4 separate regions of the Zea mays genome follow, and regions 2, 3 and 4 are each linked to region 1. A link is a contact called in public Hi-C data. All regions are on one chromosome and are shown on one strand. The core of a region is the stretch at or near the end of the contact, and the rest is flanking DNA. Distances in the headings are between cores, read along the strand shown.

Region 1 (4,524 bases), core at 1,144-3,643:
CTCCCGACATCACTTCGAGCGGTTAGGCTCTAATGAAGCACCGGGCTCTGATACCAATTGAAAGTCGCCTAGAGGGGGTGAATAGGGCGAATCTGAAATTTATAAACTTAGACACAACTACAAGTCGGGTTAGCGTTAGAAATATAAACGAGTCCGAGAGAGAGGGCGGAAAAACAAATCGCAAGCAAATAAGGAGTGAGACACAAGGATTTGTTTTACCGAGGTTCGGTTCTTGCAAACATACTCCCCGTTGAGGTGGTCACAAAGACCGGGTCTCTTTCAACCCTTTCCCTCTCTCAAACGGTCACTTAGACCGAGTGAGCTTCTCTTCTCAATCAAACGGAACACAAAGTTTCCGCAAGGACCACCACACAATTGGTGTCTCTTGCCTTGGTTACAATTGAGTTTGATCACAAGAAAGAATGAGAAAGAAAAGAAGCAATCCAAGCGCAAGAGCTCAAATGAACACAAATGTCGCTCTCTCTAGTCACTATTTGATTTGGAGTGATTCCGGACTTGGGAGAGGATTTGATCTCTTTGGTTGTGTCTAGAATTGAATGTTATAGCTCTTGTAATGTGTTGAATGTGGAAAACTTGGATGCCATTGAATGTGGGGTGGTTGGGGTATTTATAGCCCCAACCACCAAAATGTGGTCGTTGGAAGGCTGCTGTCGCATGGCGCACCGGACAGTCCGGTGCGCCACCGGACACTGTCCGGTGCGCTAGCCACGTCAGCCGGCTGTTGGGTTCTGACCGTTGGAGCTCTGACTGGTGGGGCCTCTGGGCTGTCCGGTGGTGCACCGGACAGGTCCTGTAGACTGTCCGGTGCGCCGTCTGGCGCTGCTCTGACTCTGGCGCGCACTGTAGCGCATTGAATGCGTTTGCAGTCGACCGTTGGCGCGAAGTAGCCGTTGCTCCGCTGGCACACCGGACAGTCCGGTGTGACACCAGACAGTCCGGTGAATTATAGCGGAGCGGCCTCCCATTTTCCCGAAGGTAGCGAGTTCAGCGTCGAGTGCCCTGGTGCACCGGACACTGTCCGGTGCGCCAGACCAGGGTGCCTTTCGGTTGTCTTTTGCTCTCTTTGTTTGAACCCTTTCTTGGTCTTTTTATTGGCTTACTGTGAACCTTTGGCGCCTTTAAATTTATAGACTAGAGCAAACTAGTTAGTCCAATTATTTGTGTTGGGCAATTCAACCACCAAAATCTATTTAGGAAAAGGTGTAAGCCTATTTCCCTTTCACCAATCTTTTAAGTCTAATTAGTCAATGATTCGATCATATGATGTTATAGTAAGTATTTGCTAATCATGGATTTATTGGGCTTAAAATTCTATTGTTTAGTATTTAGTTGTGTTATTAGTTTTATAATTAGACTATATTTAGGGCCTGTTTGTTAGGGCTCTAGCTTCCCTAAAAACAACTCTAACTCTGGTTTTTACTGAAAAACATCTTTTTTGGTAGAACTAAAGCCATTTCGCAAATTGTTTAGCAAAAACAAATTATCCTAAAGTCAGAGTCATTTCACTGTAATAAAGTGTCAGAGCTAGGGCTAGAGTCGCTGAAGCTATTATTTGTGACTTCTTCTCCATAACACAAAAATAGCTCTCGTTTTTATGTGCTTTTAGCAGTAACTCGTTAAAAAGGGTGTTTGACAGGGCTCTGAGTTTTTTCTATAAAAACCAGAGTCCGAAGCTCTATTCTTAGGTTGGCTCCAACAAGAGCCCATAAAGCCTCATGTACTCTAAATATAGAGGATCAAACGGTCCTCTACGCTCTCCGGCAGCGTCCTCTAAACGGTCCTATAAATTTAGAGGACGCTGTTGAATTCTCCATATATAGAGTTTCTATAAATGGTCCTCTATCTATTTGAATGCTTTAAATAATCGGTTTAGCAAAACTAAAATATGTACAATACATTTGAGAGTATGATAAATATGTATATACAAAAAAATAAAAAATATTCTAATATAGGTATTTATATATAGATGATGTGATTTAGAGAACGTTGTTGGAGATGAAGTAGATATAGAGGATAGAATCTTTTAAAGGAGACCATAAATGATAGATATAGAGGATGAATATAGAGGACGAGACATGCTTAATACAATTAATATACATTCAAATATGTGATATGATATGGGTAAACTTTAATCCCAAGAAAAAAGTTAGGCCATACTTTTTGCAGGTTTTGACCCGTCATCACCACCTATCTATCCGAAAGCTACGAGTGACTCCTCTACCGTAATGTCCGGCCGCTGCCCAGCAGGGTTACCCTGTTGCCGGACCCACACGTCAGCTGGCAGCGGCTACGTTCGTGGAGAATCCTGCCGGCCGAAGCACGGGTAGTCTAATCAAACCCTGATTCCACGAAGGGCACACCAAACCTCGAAAGATTCCCAAAGCTGACCCTCTAGAAAGCCAAGAAAACTCACTCCTCTCTCCTCTCTCTCTCTCTCTCTCGCCTCTCGCCTCCGTCGGCCGTCGCCATGACCCGCGTCCTCCTCCCCCTGCTTCTGCTGCTGGCGCTGCCTGGTGCGTATGCACGCCCGGCGCGGCAGTATCTGGGACAGTGTCCGGGGCTGGAGTACGGGCTGCCGCCGTTCGCCGCCGCGCTCCGGGCAACCTGCCCCGTCTCGACGGAGGGGTACTGGCCCCCCTACGAGGTGCGTGTCTCTGAGCCCTACCTCCGGCCGTGTGGTTGCCTAGTTGGCGGCAAGCCGGCAATATTTAGTTCTCTCGGGCAGGGCGAAGCCAAACAAACCGGGCGGTTTATTAGCGTACGGTTCTGGCGGATCTCACACTTTGCTCCGATGCTCATGCCGAGAAATTCCTGTGCTGTTCATACTTCTTGATCGATGATGTATTGCTGTTTCCATCCCAGAAGTTTAGCTCCTTTTGTTTACTTCACTGATTAGCGTGGATTCTCCCTGGCGAACCATGGGCAGAAAATTTTGTTTCCTAAGTTTTTTTACGGGCCGGGGTGAATAGAGGCGCCTGGATCAAGCTGTACTTTAGTAGATTGGTTTCCATTAATCTTTCTTTGTACACAGGATCACTTTCTTGACCCCCTTCCCTTGTTTGTTGTTGACGGAATCTGCATGTTCTTGTGTGTTCAAGTATAAATATAATTCAACTAGTCAACGCAAACAGCGTCAAGAACAGTAGGGTGCGTGGCCTATGTCCGTGGTCCTTCGTTTTACTTTCTATAGTGTATTGTTGGGGTTTGTGAACTGTTTCCCTTACGTTATTTGTATATTTCCCAGTTATTTAAGCGTTTGATGCACATGGGTCCTAGTTGGAATGACTCAAAAATTCATTCAGTAGTGAGTATCTATCAGTGTAGCACCAGAACAACTAATGGGAACTCTCAGGACTAATTTACAGTCAACTCGGTAGGATCAGGGACTGGGACGGCTAAAAGTTAAATGTTGTTGTGCTCTTTAATTCTGGCGAGTGGCTTAAATGTGATAAGGGAAGAGCATCAAGTATGTATGATCATTTGCAAAGGTTGACTTTTACTGGATTGGCCTGGAGTTTTATCGTGTGTGTAGTATGGAGGTTTGGTGTCTAATAATACGGTATGAAGCTCACTTCCAAAAGTTTTGGCAGGTTGTTAGTGGGGAGGAGCTTCTGAGGATGTTGGATGGCAAGGAAAAGCACACGGCTGTCCTTTTCTATGCATCATGGTGCCCTTTCTCTCAAAGAACCAGATCAGTCTTTGATGATCTGAGCTCAATGTTTCCACGGGTTAAGCACTTGGCCGTGGAAGAGTCCAGCATCATGAAGCGTAAGACCCGAATATGCTGGAACGCAGTAATTACCTTTCATAATAATAGCTAATAATGCATGTAAGTGAGACATCTCTTTCCTTGTATATATAATCTGCAGCATTTTGTCAAGGTACCATGTCCGTGCACTGCCTTCCATAATAATAGCTCGCAACTCACACGTGTTCTGGCCTCTTGGTTCCAAAGATCTCGACTCCCTGGTCAGCCTTTACACTGCTGCTACAGGTACGTATTGGAATTTAGAATGTTATTGATGGAGAAGAAGAAATAAAAAAACAATTTAGTTACTTATTAAATGAGAGTTTGGTTTTGATGCAGGTGAAGAGCCAGTGGCATACATCGGTAGCCGGAAGTGGAGCGCAGCGCAAAGCACAGACGGCTATGCAAAGGCTTGGAACAGCTCAATTATTAGTGAAACAGTGAAGCGAGAACCCTACCTTGCATTGAGCATCCTGTTTATTTGCATGAGGGTGTTCTTTTTCTTCTTCCCAAAGTCATTTGCCCTCATCCAAGACTTGTGGACCGGATACCGCGAGCAGATCAACCTCGGAATCCTCGGCAGATTGGCCCAGCTGCTTGAATGCGTGCCTCACGCCGTGGATGTGAGGAAGGTGTGGAGCAAGTTGAGGCTCGTGGTTGGAGCTAATGAGAACGGTAGGGTCTGGGCAGCCCTAACTTCGTTGCCCCTTGGTGGGCGACCTTCTCCGATCCACGGGTTGCTGTTGGACTGATTG
Region 2 (4,524 bases), core at 841-3,340, 470 kb before region 1:
TCAATTCACCACATTAAGTTATGGAAAGATTCAGAAGTAATCCTCTTATCCAATGGTGTTGATGTATTACTGTTAGACCTGATCATGGACCACCCGACCCGACCAACCTGACCTGACCAAAAAAACCTGTCCCGACCCGACCAATGCAACAGACGGGTACAAGCCGCAATTTTTGACCCGCAACAATTCACAGGCGGGTACGGGCCATGATTTTTGACCCAAAACCCGACCAACCCAAAAAACCCGACCCAACCCGAAAAAAACCCGACCCAACACGTCAATCAGGGTGGCACGGGCCAACCCGACCCGACACTAGGCACGGGTCGGGTAGGGGCCGTGCTAAATGACCCACGACCCGACCCGAACCCGACCTGAGGTTTGAACTGGTCTAATTACTGTTCACATTAATAACCAGATGTCAAACAAATGAATACAAATAGTCTACAAGAACAGAAGAACACCATAGTGACACAAATCATTCTCACAGAATTAGCATGACTACAGTACAAATACAGTGAGGAACTTCAGATAGAAATAACAGGTTGATATCATGGCAGCAGTAAACAAGATCAGACTTTACTTGGAAAATAACCATGACCAAATAAGAGTCACTGATCAATTAAACACTGAGCCTTGATGTATGCCTTTAGTTCGTTGACAATCCATAAATGATGCAGTAGAAAATGCAATTGGAGAAAGACAGGTCCTGATAATGGCACGCTTTCCAAATCTCTTGCAAGAGAATGGGGATCAATAACAGACTAATAGCAAGCACGCAAGCATGACATGGGTTGAAGCTTTAAACAATACATATTTCCAAAAGGCATGAAGTGAGAAAAATGGTATTGGACAACCAACTACAGAGATATAGGGAATAGCAACAGGAAAGACCAGAGCTATGCAGTCAAACCATACAAAGTAAGAGTATTCTATTCTGTTCCTGAAAAGTCAATGCATCCTAGCACAATCATCACAACAAGAATTGAGCATGGAAATACAAGAGAGCATGTCCCAGCGGCCACCGACAACGAGACAAGCCTCAACTAGAAAATCTATCCCCACCAAACACCAAAATCCAGCCCAACCTTGATACAACACCGTACGTGCTACGAGGACAGGATAATTTATCAAACCTGCAGCAGATCTCGAATCGTTTTATTTATTGGGCGAGCCAGCAAAAAGAAAACAATTAGGCACCTTGCGGAGCGGGTGGTCTTTGGGGAGGAAGCTGCCGATGGTCTTGCCGTAGACCTCGCAGGTGGAGAAGTGGATGAGACGCTTGCTGTTCTCGGAGCAGTACTTGACCTGGACAGGAGAGTGAGTGATGAGTGACATTGACATGTTCTGTCTTGTGTTTGTGTGATGATGCTGATAGTAGGTAATCGTACCACTGGGAGTGCGTCGATGAAGTTGCTGTAGATGGTGTCAAGTGGGCGAGTGTTGTAGTCGGCCGGCGTGCAGATCGCGGCCAGGTTTATGGTCTTGGCGCGCAGATCAGATCCAAGCAGCAGCAGCATGGCAGGAGAGGATGAGGAAATCCGTGAGTCAATTCGAAATGCATTCCAAGTAGTAGTAAGCAATCGAGAAAGAAAAAAGGAAGATAGGTGGAAGAATAGGCACTAACTGACCAGATCGGCCATCTTGATGAGCCCCTCTAGCCTGGAGTCGTTTTTTATGTTAAGGCGGTGGAATGAGATGCGCCCGGCGAGGTGCGGCGGCGCGGGGTCGACAAGGTGGCGGATCTTGTCGCAGTAGACGTCAACAGCGAGGACGGTGTGGTGCGTCTCGGCCATTAGCTTCTCGCAGAGGTGGGAGCCGATGAAGCCGCCGGCGCCGATCATGCAGATGGTGAGGGGAGCGATGGGGTTGCCATCCAGATCCAGGCGGGTGGCCGCCGGCGAGGGAGACGACGACATCCTCCTCCTTCCGTGACGCGGCGCGGTGGCGGTGGTACGGGGAATGCGCGTGGATCAGTGGATGTAGCTAGCTGGCTGGGTCCCTGGCGCAGTGCGTCGGGTCACGAGGCGATGTCGGTGGCGTGGCTTCGGAAGGGTGCTCCCTCTCTCTTCTGATGTGTCTGCCTATTTACGGTGGGACGGAGTGAGGGTGTAAAAATTCGATAGACTCCGTTTCAAGAATCAAGAGCAGCTCAAATAGTGATGTATAATTTCACTACCTAAATTCTAGATTTAGCAAATCTTTAAATGATATAGAAAGCAAAAAAAATCATCTTCTCCAATAATTATCTATATATTATTTTCTAAATATATTAAAACTTATCATGTCACTAGTTTTTGCTGGACAAGTCAATTTTTCTTTTTATTTTCGTCTCCCTTCCTCAACTCGATCTCAAAATTGTGGCCTTCCCAGCCTTTCGATTTTGTTGTTACAATTATTTATTCAGTTGTTCCTGACTTATGCATGTATAATTGTTGTATTATCAATTATTTAATCTCTAGCTTACTAGCTATTGCAATTATGCATCTTCCACTGCCGACGCATTGGCTATGTTAATCTATATTAACTGCAGAATAGGAAAAGTCGTTGAAATAAAAAAAATGCACCAGTTTTTATGTTTTGGGAGTTGGTAAATGGTTGCCAAATGTAGGAAGGAAATGAGATTAGATTAGAAGTGAATAAATTTAGGAAGTTCATTTAGAGAGCTGCTAGATAGGAGTTTTTAAGTTAACTACCTAAATTAATGATTTAGGTAGTCTCTTAGAGAACTACTATAGGGGGTGTTTGGTTTAGGGTTGCACGGTACTCCAAGTATAAGATACTGTTAAAACACAATACTCCCTCCTTCCAAGGCGTCTAAGATTCTCAATTTTTCCCATGAAACAAGGCGTGCAGTGGTTTTCTAGCTAATATGGACACTGTGCCCTTGCTCTGCATATGATTAGAGAGTAAATGACAGCGAAGAAGTTTATGGCAGTTTATTCCATATACGGTGGTTTTCTGGCTAATGTGGATCCACTACCGTCTATGCATACACACACAAGGCAAGGTAGAGATTCTAGGGATTTTTAATTCTATTCACATGCAAGACGTCTTCCTAGCCATACACTCCTAGTCTTGAAGCAGCAACCATCGAAGCAGCCATACGTCTAGTGAAAGCATCTAGGCCCCTGGTTGGTTTTAGTGATTAATGACAACGTAATATTATATGTGACTAACGTGTGTTTTGCAGAGACAAATGGTAAGTTAGGTCGCATGACAGGTAAAAGCACTACAATGTGAAAGCAATCCCGGAGATAAGAACTCGAAGCGACGGCTAAAACAACGGAACAAAAGGTGAAGGTCTACGGAGTCCGAGTGTCAAGGAGATGTGGACACTCGCGATTTAGTTAGGTCTTTTATTCTCTTTTAGCCGTACTATAAAGAGGGGTTGTCGATGAGTAGTTTGACCAAGAGAGTTCTAGTGTAGTGTTGGTGCACAATCACACTCATATACAGTGCTAGGTGTCACTCTAGAACTCACACACAAGTTAGAGCAAAAACCGATTTGAAAATAAGCTGAAAAACAAGAGTTAGGGTTTCTGGCTTAGGGGCACCGGACTGTCCGGTGTGCACCGGACTGTCCGGTGCACCCTCTGCCAGGTGGGGCCAGGCTGGTCCACGGCAGTGTCTTCCCTTCGCAGAAACCCGAGAGCGCAGTGTTCTGAGTTGAATTTTAGTGGTGCACCGGACACCGCACCGGACTGTCCGGTGTGCACCGGACAGTAGACTGTTCACTGTCCGGTGCGCCATGAGTCCAACAGCTCTATGTCAGAACTAGCCGTTGGAAGTGACCGTTGGCGCACCAGTGGATGCTCTCGTTTATCCGACAGGATGCTCTCGATGTTTCAGAGCATGCAGGACAGGCAGGATGCACTTCAGCAGCAGCTTATTCAGGATAGGGCAGAGAATAGGGCATTCATGGCTCTCATGCTCCAGCATTCTGGTATCTCAGCACCTCCGGTTCAGTCTGCTCCGCCTCCACCGCTTCACGCTCCAGTGGTGCCTTCGATCTTGTCTGGACCCCCTGCTGGTACCTCTCCGCTCCGGCCGGTCACTTTGGCGTTCACCTCTCCGGCTCTCAGCTCTATCTGTCCGCAGCCGTCAGTGCCACCAGCATCTGCTGTTACCACTACCGCTGTGGCAGTATCTGTGACCACTTCTGTTCCGGTAGCTCCTGCAGCGCGGCCTCCGTCCGAGTCAGTACCAGCTCCAGCTTCTACCGCAGATCCTGGATCCGAGACTGACTCTGACCCTCCGTCGGCGTTCGCTCTGCTACCTCGACCTCGACCGGATGCGCCCCCGCCGCCTCCTCCTGCTTCAGGTGTTTAGGTTCAGGTCCCTTTTGGTGTTTGACGCCAAAGGGGGAGAGATATGAGTTGTGAGAGCTAGGGGGAGTTAGAGAGTTAGTAGAGAGTCAGAGTCATTTTATGAGTTGTGAGAGCTAGGGGGAGTTAGAGAGTTAGTAGAGAGTTAGAGTCATTTTGATGTAATATGTGTGCCTGCTACTCTCTGTACTAGCTTGAT
Region 3 (4,524 bases), core at 543-3,042, 400 kb before region 1:
TATCACAAAGATGGTTCAAGAGGTTGAAATCCAAGACAAGATAATGGATGAGCTCAACATGTACCAGGATGGGATGGGATCGTTTGGAAAAGATATTGCCACAAGGTAGAGGAGGAATGAAAATTTTAATCCAAGTGATTGAAAATCTGACTTCTCTTTTCATTAGCCTAATTTCACATGTATTCATTAGGCCAATCTAAATACTGATACTCTACTTTTTATGCAGCTAAATGGTGGTTGAACCATGGAAATAGTTCTCCAAATCTTAGAAAGCTAGCAATAAAAATTTTAGGCTTAACATGTAGCTCATCAGCATGTGAAAGGAATTGGAGTGATTTTGAAAAGGTAAGAACAGATTGTGCAATTTTCACAATTGCTTGTTACTAGAGCAGTAGAGTTGTCTCTTATGTACTTATCTAAAATGGTCATGGTTTCTATAAATCTTTATAGGTTGACTCAAAGATAAGGAGCATACTTCTCCATGATAGGATGAGGGACCTTGTGTTCGTCAAATTTAACTCAAAGTTGAAGCAAAAAAAAGAGAACAAATCAAGAGACCCAATTGAGAAGCAGGTTCCTGATATCCTAGAAGATAGTGGCAATGAGTGGATCACTAGAGTTGCATCAATTGAACAAGAACAAGCACAAAACACTGAATTTGTTGAAGCTACAAATGCACAAGGTCAGTCATCAAGGACAACAATAGAAACGGGAAAAAGGAAGAGAGAAATTCAGCCTAGAAGAAAGACAAGGACAAGGAAGCTCATTGATATTAATGAATGCAATGATGATGAACCTAAGCTTGCTTCATCCTCTGATTCAGAAGAAGATGATGCACATGTTGACATGGATCAAGAGTCCTCAAGTTCTCATTCTTCTGATTCGGATAACTCCGTGTTTGATGAATAGAATGCACTAGTAGTAGTTCACTTACACTATTGCACTAATAATAATTTTGTTATGTAATGGATGTCTGGATCATGGTATTATGTAGCTAACTTGCTACAATGCTACCTTGGTGAACTGATGAACTACTTGTTTGCTATTGTAGTAAGTAGTATTTTAAAAGTTGGAACTATTGAATTGTTTGCTGCTAAACTCTTTTGGCCTCTGTGTTGTTTGTTTAAGGCTTTACCGCTTTATTAAGCTGCTTTCCAGTCTACAGCTGCTCGCTGTTTGGTGTTTGCTAAGGTGTCACAATGTCAACTATTGATTGAATGCTGCATTGCTGCATATGCTACAATTGTTGGATGGTTGTACAACTCCAACTTTGACTGTGTTATTGTCAGTCTTATTGACTATGTCTGTGTTATTTTTTACAAATCCACTATTTGCTATAGCTACGCTATACCTGCGCTATAGCCTCGTAGCCTAAAAAAATGTTGCCGCTAGTTTGCATAGCCCGCTATTTTAAACCTTGCTTTGAGCTATGAGAAAACTGCCGCGAGCTGGTCGTTTTGGAAAAGCTAAAATATAATTCTATAAGAGCATGATAGCTTGTAATACGAATAATAGAAATATGGAAAGTCTAAGGTAAGGGGTGATTCTAAATTAGACTAGAGGAATTTATAGATTTTTAAGAATCTATTCTGCTGTTGTACCTATTTTGTTGAGATTCCAGTTTTTTGACAGTGAATCTAATCCTTTGAATATTTTTTTTCATAAATCTACAATTCGGACAGTGTTATAATGAATTTGACGAGAAGCTGGTCTATCCCAACCACCTACCATGGGCCTGGCCTGGCCTGGCCCATTTCTATGAGAAGAGAGGAGGAGAACTGAAGGGATCAAAGGGAAAGGAAACCTAGACAAGCGAGGCGGCGGCCCCGCGTTCTCCGTCTCCGTCTCCGTCTCCGTCCGCCCGGCGTAAAGAAAAGCCTCTCTCACCACAGCCGCCACGCCATGGCCGAGGAGACCGACACCAGGCCTGCCTCCGCGGGCTCCCGAGGCCGCCCCGCGCCCGAGGACGACGACAGGGAGGAGGGCGAGATCACCGACCTCGCCTGCGCTCCTTCCCCGCCCGCCACGCACCCGCTCGAGCACTCCTGGACCTTCTGGTTCGACAACCCGCAGAGCAAGTCCAAGCAGGCCGCCTGGGGGAGCTCCATCCGCCCCATACACACCTTCTCCACCGTCGAGGAATTCTGGGGGTGCGTTCATTCTCTTCAGATTCGCCCTCCCTCGTCCTTCTATCCTCTTCCCCTGATCGCATCCCACTGTTTCTCTTTTCCGTTACAAATCCTCCGACCGAGGGCCGCCGCATGCTCATGTAATTGGTAAATTAATTCGGTGACTAGTGCTAGCCACTTAGATGTTACGTAAATCTATATATGAGCCCAACCTGTCACCCTTCAGTTCACGGATCCGAGCCGAAACTCTTGACATATCCTAGCTGCTACTGTTGCCTTTTGATTGAGTACTCCTTCCGTCCAAAATGTAAGGGGTTTTGGCTCTCTTTTTCCCGTCTACATCCATATCCATGTTAATGAATCTAGACACATATTCAAACCACATACATGATATATAATATTTGGATCAGTAAAAGGTTAGAACTCCTTACAATTTGGGACCGTGGAGTAAATAAGAGTAAAGTTCACTTCTGATCCTTAAACTTTTCTGCTGTGTCAATTCTGTACATCAAATTTTAAAGTATGTCTCTTAAGAGCTCAATCTCTGTTTGAGTCTCTATTAAGTCCTAACAGGTTGCTGTGGCCCACATGCAGTCGTTGAGGAAGAAGAGAGAAGGGTGGATGGGGTGGGGGTCTAACAGACCACAACGACTGACATATAAGCCACGACAGCCCGTTAGGATGTAATCGAACAGAGATTAAGCCCTTAAAAGACATACTTTAAAAGTTTATGGATCAGATTGACACAGCCAGACAGATTTAAGGACCGGAAGTGCACTTTACTCGAGTAAATAATAAATTGAGCCTCCAACGTCACACAAAACCTTTTATTCTACATAGATTTGTGAACTCTTTGGAGGTTTCATTTAGGGCATGTACCCTGCATATTAATGCACCATGCCTTAAGATGTGTCAAAGAGCTTCTTCAATAAGGTGTCTCGAAATAGTGTCCTAAAAATTAAAACACTACATTATTTAAAGTGTTTAGAACACTAAAAACAAATTGAGGTCCAATAGTTAAGTCCTAAATCATGTATTTTAGGAAGTAAATTACATTTTTTTTAATAAAAAAATGCTAAGAATAATGTAGAAAACAAGGATAGATCACTAACATGGGGTGTAGTACATTTGGGTCACTTCATGGTATGTCCTATATTTGTTTGATAAAAATTTGTAAAATAGAGTACTGTTGGAGCCGTTTTTTATTATTTAAGCCCTATATTTTAAGCCCATTTATGTGGGTTATACTAGTGAAGTTGTTTCGTTGATTGGAAACCTGCTATTGTTCACAACCAATATCAGTTTTACCCCTTCTCTCCTGATAACTTCTCTCCTTCTGATAAGTGGTCTTTTTTCTAGTTTCTTGATGGAGCAGTGGTTTGAGACATCTGCTGATCTCTGCTTCATTCCTTTTACATCCTCGTACAGCTTTAACTTCCATTTATTAATGATATTCCAATTCCAACTAATGGATCTGTGCTTTACTAGGCTTTACAATAACATTAATCACCCTAGCAAATTGATCGTGGGAGCTGATTTCCATTGCTTCAAGAACAAGATCGAGCCAAAATGGGAAGACCCTATTTGTGCGAATGGTGGTAAATGGACCATCAGCTGTGGAAGAGGAAAATCTGATACATTTTGGCTGCACACTGTAAGCAATTCTATTTTATCAGAAAGATAACTTTGTTTTGCACATCTCTCCTTAACACGTCCTCCACCTTATATTCTTTCAACTGTCCTTTGTTTAGCTGCTGGCTATGATTGGTGAACAATTCGACTATGGTGATGAAATTTGTGGCGCAGTTGTCAGTGTGCGTGGGAAGCAGGAAAGAATTGCTATTTGGACAAAAAATGCTGCCAATGAAGCCGCTCAGGTATATGCGCTGTAGTAACAGTAACCTCTTCATTGGAAACACTTGTACCATAATTTATTTATTTTCCTTGCTAACAAATACCATGCCTTTTCTCATAATATTGAGTTACTCAACTAACATCTTCATTGGAAACACTTGTACCATACCTTATTTAGGGCGTGTTTGGAAGCAAAGTATTTCAAAACCATGGTTTTAGAATACTATGGTTTTGAAATGTCATGCCACAGCTCTAGTATTTTTTATATCACTCCAAACAATACTTGATTTGAGACAAAATATCTCAAACCATAATATTTAGTATACATGTGCAAGAAGCTAGTCATAGACTTTGGGTTGGAGTAGAGTTTCAAATACTCCAAAAGTACCATAGTATCTACAAAACTATGTTATTCAAAGCAAAGTTTGTTACAAGGTAGCCAAACACCTCTTGGCAAAAAATGCCATGGTATTCTCCAATACCATGGTTTCACCTCAAAACTCAAAAATACTTTGCTTCCAAACACCCCCTTATTTTCCTT
Region 4 (4,524 bases), core at 1,223-3,722, 360 kb after region 1:
GGTAACATTTATGCAAAAGAATTGTAGTCTGCATGTCTTATGTTACGCCTAGGAAGATAAGGCAAAATGCAGATGATCTGCACAATTGTCACAGCAAATGCACATAGGTGCTGACGCCAGGAATATAGTTGAATCCGTTGAGCGTCCAGCACAATCAGAGATACCATTCAGAGGAGACCCCGCCGCCTTTTGTAATCACTCACACTCAAGGTTAAAGCATGCCTCCTTCCATCGTTGTCAGGCACCTTGTACCCCATTGTAGCTTCTATCTTCTGCCTCCTTGCCATGTAACCATCAAACAGGCCCTTGGCTCCACCAAATTCTTGCAAAGCAGACAATGATATAGGAAGTTCAAATGTATGCATCACATTCGATTCTGTTCCCAGATCCACTGGTGCATTAGTATCAGTGAGCTTCCCGGCGTCAGCTGCTGCCACTTGAGCTGCAGTTGTGGCTGATGTACCAGTCTGAGCCTTGCTCTTTATATCTCCATTGCTAGGCTCTACAATACTACTGGACTTGTTGGCAGTTTCTTCAGCATTATCTCCTCCTGGCTTTGATGCATAATAGTTTCTTGATCTTGTCCACCTCCTCGAGAAAGGGTCATAACCAGCCTCTCCAGCCTTCAAAGATGTATTTACAGGTTTCAGTTCCGAAGCGTTCTTGAAGTTATCAGCACGATTCTTCCGGTTCATAGCCTCCAACTTTGCAGCCTTATTATCCTTTGACACCGGTTGTGGCCTGCTTTGCAGATTTTTCAGCTTCACACGAATCCTCTCTGCTTCAGCTTCATTCCTACGGCTCAGGGCCATCTCCAACTCACTCCTCAACCGATCCTTCTCAGCAGCAATATTGATAGGGCGTCTCACAGCTGATTTCTCTCGCAGCATCTGCTGTACAGTTGCAGCTGAATACACAAAATTATAGGCCTCCTGGATGGCTTCTTTCTTGTCCAGCACTTCCTGCCGGGTCGGTATACGTGCACCATGCTTCTCTGCCTCTTGCAGCCATTCCTTGAACTCTTCTTCGTTGGGTGGGGAATCCGATACTTGAGTCATCTGCCACCGCGCAGCATTAGCCTCACTATCCCACACAACATTGAGATATTTGCATGTCGAGTAGCTTTCCAGTTTGTAATTCCGGTCTGGATCGCTTGCATCCACGTTCCTCACTATGCACAGCCTGTACCTCGGGGTCCCATTCTTTGTCTGGCCAATACCTAGCCGCACAAAACACCCAGAAATTAGATCATCAAAGAACGGCTCCATGAACCATTTCACCAGCTTTGACCTCCTGAGGGTAATACTCTTCACGTCATCAAACTTGAGTGGATCAAGCCTACTCGGCGACTCATCAAATTCGTCATCCCTGCTATCGTCAGCGATCCTCCCATGGTCATTAGGCCTCCCCCTGCCATCCCCATCGTTGCTCCCATCACTTGGAGGGCTCCCAGCCCTGCGCCTAGTTGGTGAGCCACTACGTGGGAGCAGGTCCGTGAACCTGCGTGCCTCCGGAGCCTGTTGCCGCATCCGCTGCTTTGCCCGCAGCTCGTCCAACGCGCTCTTAGCTGCGGACCCAGACTTGTCAGCTCGGGTTGAAGACCGCATCCGGCTGGGCGGCGGGGGTGGACTGCTATCCTTCCGTGCGCCCACCTTGTCCGTCTTGGACGAGGACGCTCGTGCCCGCTGCTTGAGCTTGTAATCATCGAGGCGGGTGCCCCGATCAGCCAGGATCATCTCCCTTTGCAGCTCAGACATGTTCTCCAGACGCTCCTTGTCGTCCTCATCCTTGTATAGGTCACTCCCCACCGAAGGGGCGCTGTCCGAGTCCTCCCCGCCACTGCGACGCCCGTCTTCGTCCTCGTCGTCCTCGTCCTTCCACCCGCCACTGCCACGCCGGCCGCCCTGCTCTGGCTGGTGCCGCTTCTTGAGCGGAACCTGCGACGAAGGCTTCTTCCTCGAGTAGGTCGGCGCGGCGTCCGAGTCGTCGTCGTCGAAGCCGTCGGAGCCGCTTCCCCCAGAGTTCCACCGCGGGTTGCTCGGCCGGGAGTGGTTCTTCCCCGTCCGGCCGGCTGCCTGCAGAAGCAGATCATCTAGGTTCGACTTCGACATGGCGAAGCCCGAACCTCCTCCTCCTCGTGCAATCCCTACACAACCAAAACAACCCCATGACAAAAGATCCTTCCACACCTCCGAAAACCTAGATAAAACAGGAACCGTCGGTCCATCCTGGATCTGTGGGAGGAACCACAGCTCGCAGCAGCTCCGAGGAGGATGAATAGGACACGCACCTGGAGAAGAGGCTACAGAGGTGCCGGTCGGCGCAGGTAACGATGACGGCTCAATGCGGGGTATACTGGCGAAGGCGGCGCGGTTGATCGACGGGACGGAGAAGCCGCCAGAAGAGAAGAGGAGATGGTTGCGCCGGCCCTAGCCGCGTCGAAGTGGAAGAAGACGACGATTATGAGATCGGGGTGGGCCGTGAGGGCATTGTTGGTCTGGTCTGCTATATACATGTGCCCCGCAGGCCGCACGCAGCCTGTGGCTCAGCACGACATCCGTTTTTTTTTTTTTTTTGAAACACGATCGTGGCATGGCAGCACAGCCCGACAGAGTAGATTTTGCATGCTACTAGTACTGTCAAGTGTCAACTAATTTAGCTTGTTCCGTTTAGAGATGGCAATAGGTACCCGTGACCCAATACTCGATGTATATTTATTTTATTAATATATATACTAAATATTCTATCTATGTGTTACTTATTTGACAAAAACTTTTACCTAACAGGTAAATAGGTTTTAGAACATTCCACTGTCATATCCGTTAACCCGTGGGTATAGAATAACCAGTATAAACTTGGTCAAAAACATGAACTTGGGTTACGGTCATCCATCTTTTATTTTTGACTATTTAACAATCTTTTGATCAATAGTATCATGGAGGCTTAACAACCTTTTATTTTTGACTATTTAACAATCTTTTGATCAATAGTATCATGGAGGCTTAACAACTATTTGACGACCATGTCATGAAACATGTATTGTGTTATGTGGTATTATCTTAGTGTTGCTACTTTATCTAATTACTGGTAGTGATGTTGAATGGATGATTGAATAATGCTAGACTTTTTGTAATAGTATTTAGATGGATATACTTGATATTTGTACAATGTATTTATATATTTGCTACTTTTACATACTATATTTAGGCGTGGGATCCGAGCCTTGTTTCTTATATAATACTATTTCTATAACAAATGCATTAGTGAAAGAGTCTCTAGCCGAGTTAGGTGGTTTGAGTAGCACTACTCAGGTTCTAAGTTTAATTTTTAATAGAAACGAATTTTAGGCTATAGTTAAAAAAATCACGTTAAAATAGCTGTTCGTTGTTTTTTATTTGGACCTTGCAATTGTATTAGGTGCATCAATATGCGTCGTGAGAACTAAGGCTATTTTTAGCATCCTCCTTATCTTATTTTAAATTTCAAACACCATTCTGTAAATAGTGTATCTACATTGTAAAACAATGTTTCGTGTTTTGTACGCTTATATGTCCGCGATTGTTGAAGATGGCCTAAGTTTGAAGTCTAGATATAATGTATATGATCTAGACATCATTGTACAAATTAAAGGTACTGAACTCGAGGAGTATTTAAGTTTGAAGTCTCTGAATTCGTTGGTCGGCATGTTCAGACAGACTGCCTCCGGCGTTTGTTGCAGACTTGCAGTACTAGCTTGGCTGCTTAAGGGCGACGTGAATCCTTCGGACAGCAATGGGGTGCATTCTTCTTGCTGTGGATCAGAGTTAGCCGTTGATGGCTCTGCGGGAACTGAATGGCCAAAAGAGTCATATGCATTTTTAATATAAACCAAAGTGTTTGGCATCACAGGGCATTTGGTCTAGTGGTATGATTCTCGCTTAGGGTGCGAGAGGTCCCGAGTTCAATTCTCGGAATGCCCCTCTCTTTTGATTCCTTTTTTTAAATTTCACAGCAACTTCCCTATTTTATTAATTGGCGAATTCTATTTTGATTCCTTTTTTAAAATTTCACAGCAACTTCGCTATTTTAATTGGCGAATTCAGTATCAGTCATTACCATCCATCCCTATTTTCCAAGAGTTTTATTCCAATCTTTTTCCCCGCCGCAGCCAGCAGCAAAATTCTACACCAGTTCAGAATCAGTCATTGGCATCCATCTCTATTTTCCAAGAGTATCCGTCGTCATTACCATCCATCTCTATGCTCCAAGAGGAAATTAAAAACACACATACACACACAAGATGGAATCGAATTTGATCCATTCTTGCAATTGCAAAGCGTAAGCTTGATAGCCTGCATCACAATTTCCTACAAGAACATAGCATCGCGTGTCTGTTACAGCTGTTCTACCGGCTGAAGAAAATTCCAAACGAACAGGCTGAGTTGGCTTCATCAAATCTGGTTTAGACCTACTCCTATGAGCGTGTTTGGGAGAAGGGGAACGAGCCATAAATGAGATGAGAGTACATCTCACAATTCAAATCCG

What was found. A called contact is a pair of places that touch in the nucleus more often than the background predicts.
Region 2: a Hi-C map of ear shows a contact between it and region 1, with 2.8 times the contacts expected there. The contact joins the promoter of LOC542159 here to the promoter of LOC606481 in region 1. A contact is called at or near these places in 2 of 25 Hi-C or Micro-C datasets (ear and tassel).
Region 3: a contact with region 1 is called in a Hi-C map of leaf, with 6 times the contacts expected there. The contact joins the promoter of eIF4E1 here to the promoter of LOC606481 in region 1. A contact is called at or near these places in 3 of 25 Hi-C or Micro-C datasets (ear, leaf and tassel).
Region 4: a Hi-C map of leaf shows a contact between it and region 1, with 6 times the contacts expected there. The contact joins the promoter of LOC100279254 here to the promoter of LOC606481 in region 1. A contact is called at or near these places in 2 of 25 Hi-C or Micro-C datasets (leaf and tassel).

Annotation. Positions count from the first base shown.
Region 1 is chr3:134,433,732-134,438,255 of Zm-B73-REFERENCE-NAM-5.0, forward strand. It overlaps LOC606481 (adenosine 5'-phosphosulfate reductase-like 7), which reads left to right and starts at 2,394. Exons shown (of 5, transcript NM_001112336.2): 1 at 2,394-2,665; 2 at 3,612-3,785; 3 at 3,788-3,789; 4 at 3,891-4,015; 5 at 4,109-4,524. The coding sequence starts at 2,489. The coding sequence ends at 4,521.
Region 2 is chr3:133,967,362-133,971,885 of Zm-B73-REFERENCE-NAM-5.0, forward strand. LOC542159 (bifunctional polymyxin resistance arnA protein) reads right to left here and starts at 2,091. Exons shown (of 9, transcript NM_001111781.2): 1 at 1,629-2,091; 2 at 1,389-1,481; 3 at 1,198-1,305. The coding sequence starts at 1,916.
Region 3 is chr3:134,030,058-134,034,581 of Zm-B73-REFERENCE-NAM-5.0, forward strand. eIF4E1 (eucaryotic initiation factor 6) reads left to right here and starts at 1,793. Exons shown (of 5, transcript NM_001174185.1): 1 at 1,793-2,150; 2 at 3,618-3,783; 3 at 3,881-4,006. The coding sequence starts at 1,903. LOC109945285 (a long non-coding RNA gene) reads left to right here and starts at 216. Exons shown (of 2, transcript XR_002268413.2): 1 at 216-345; 2 at 451-628.
Region 4 is chr3:134,797,910-134,802,433 of Zm-B73-REFERENCE-NAM-5.0, forward strand. LOC100279254 (Protein RTF1-like protein) reads right to left here and starts at 2,473. Exons shown (of 2, transcript NM_001152275.1): 1 at 2,291-2,473; 2 at 1-2,146. The coding sequence starts at 2,111. The coding sequence ends at 168. TRNAP-AGG (transfer RNA proline (anticodon AGG)) reads left to right here and starts at 3,888; the gene lies at 3,888-3,959.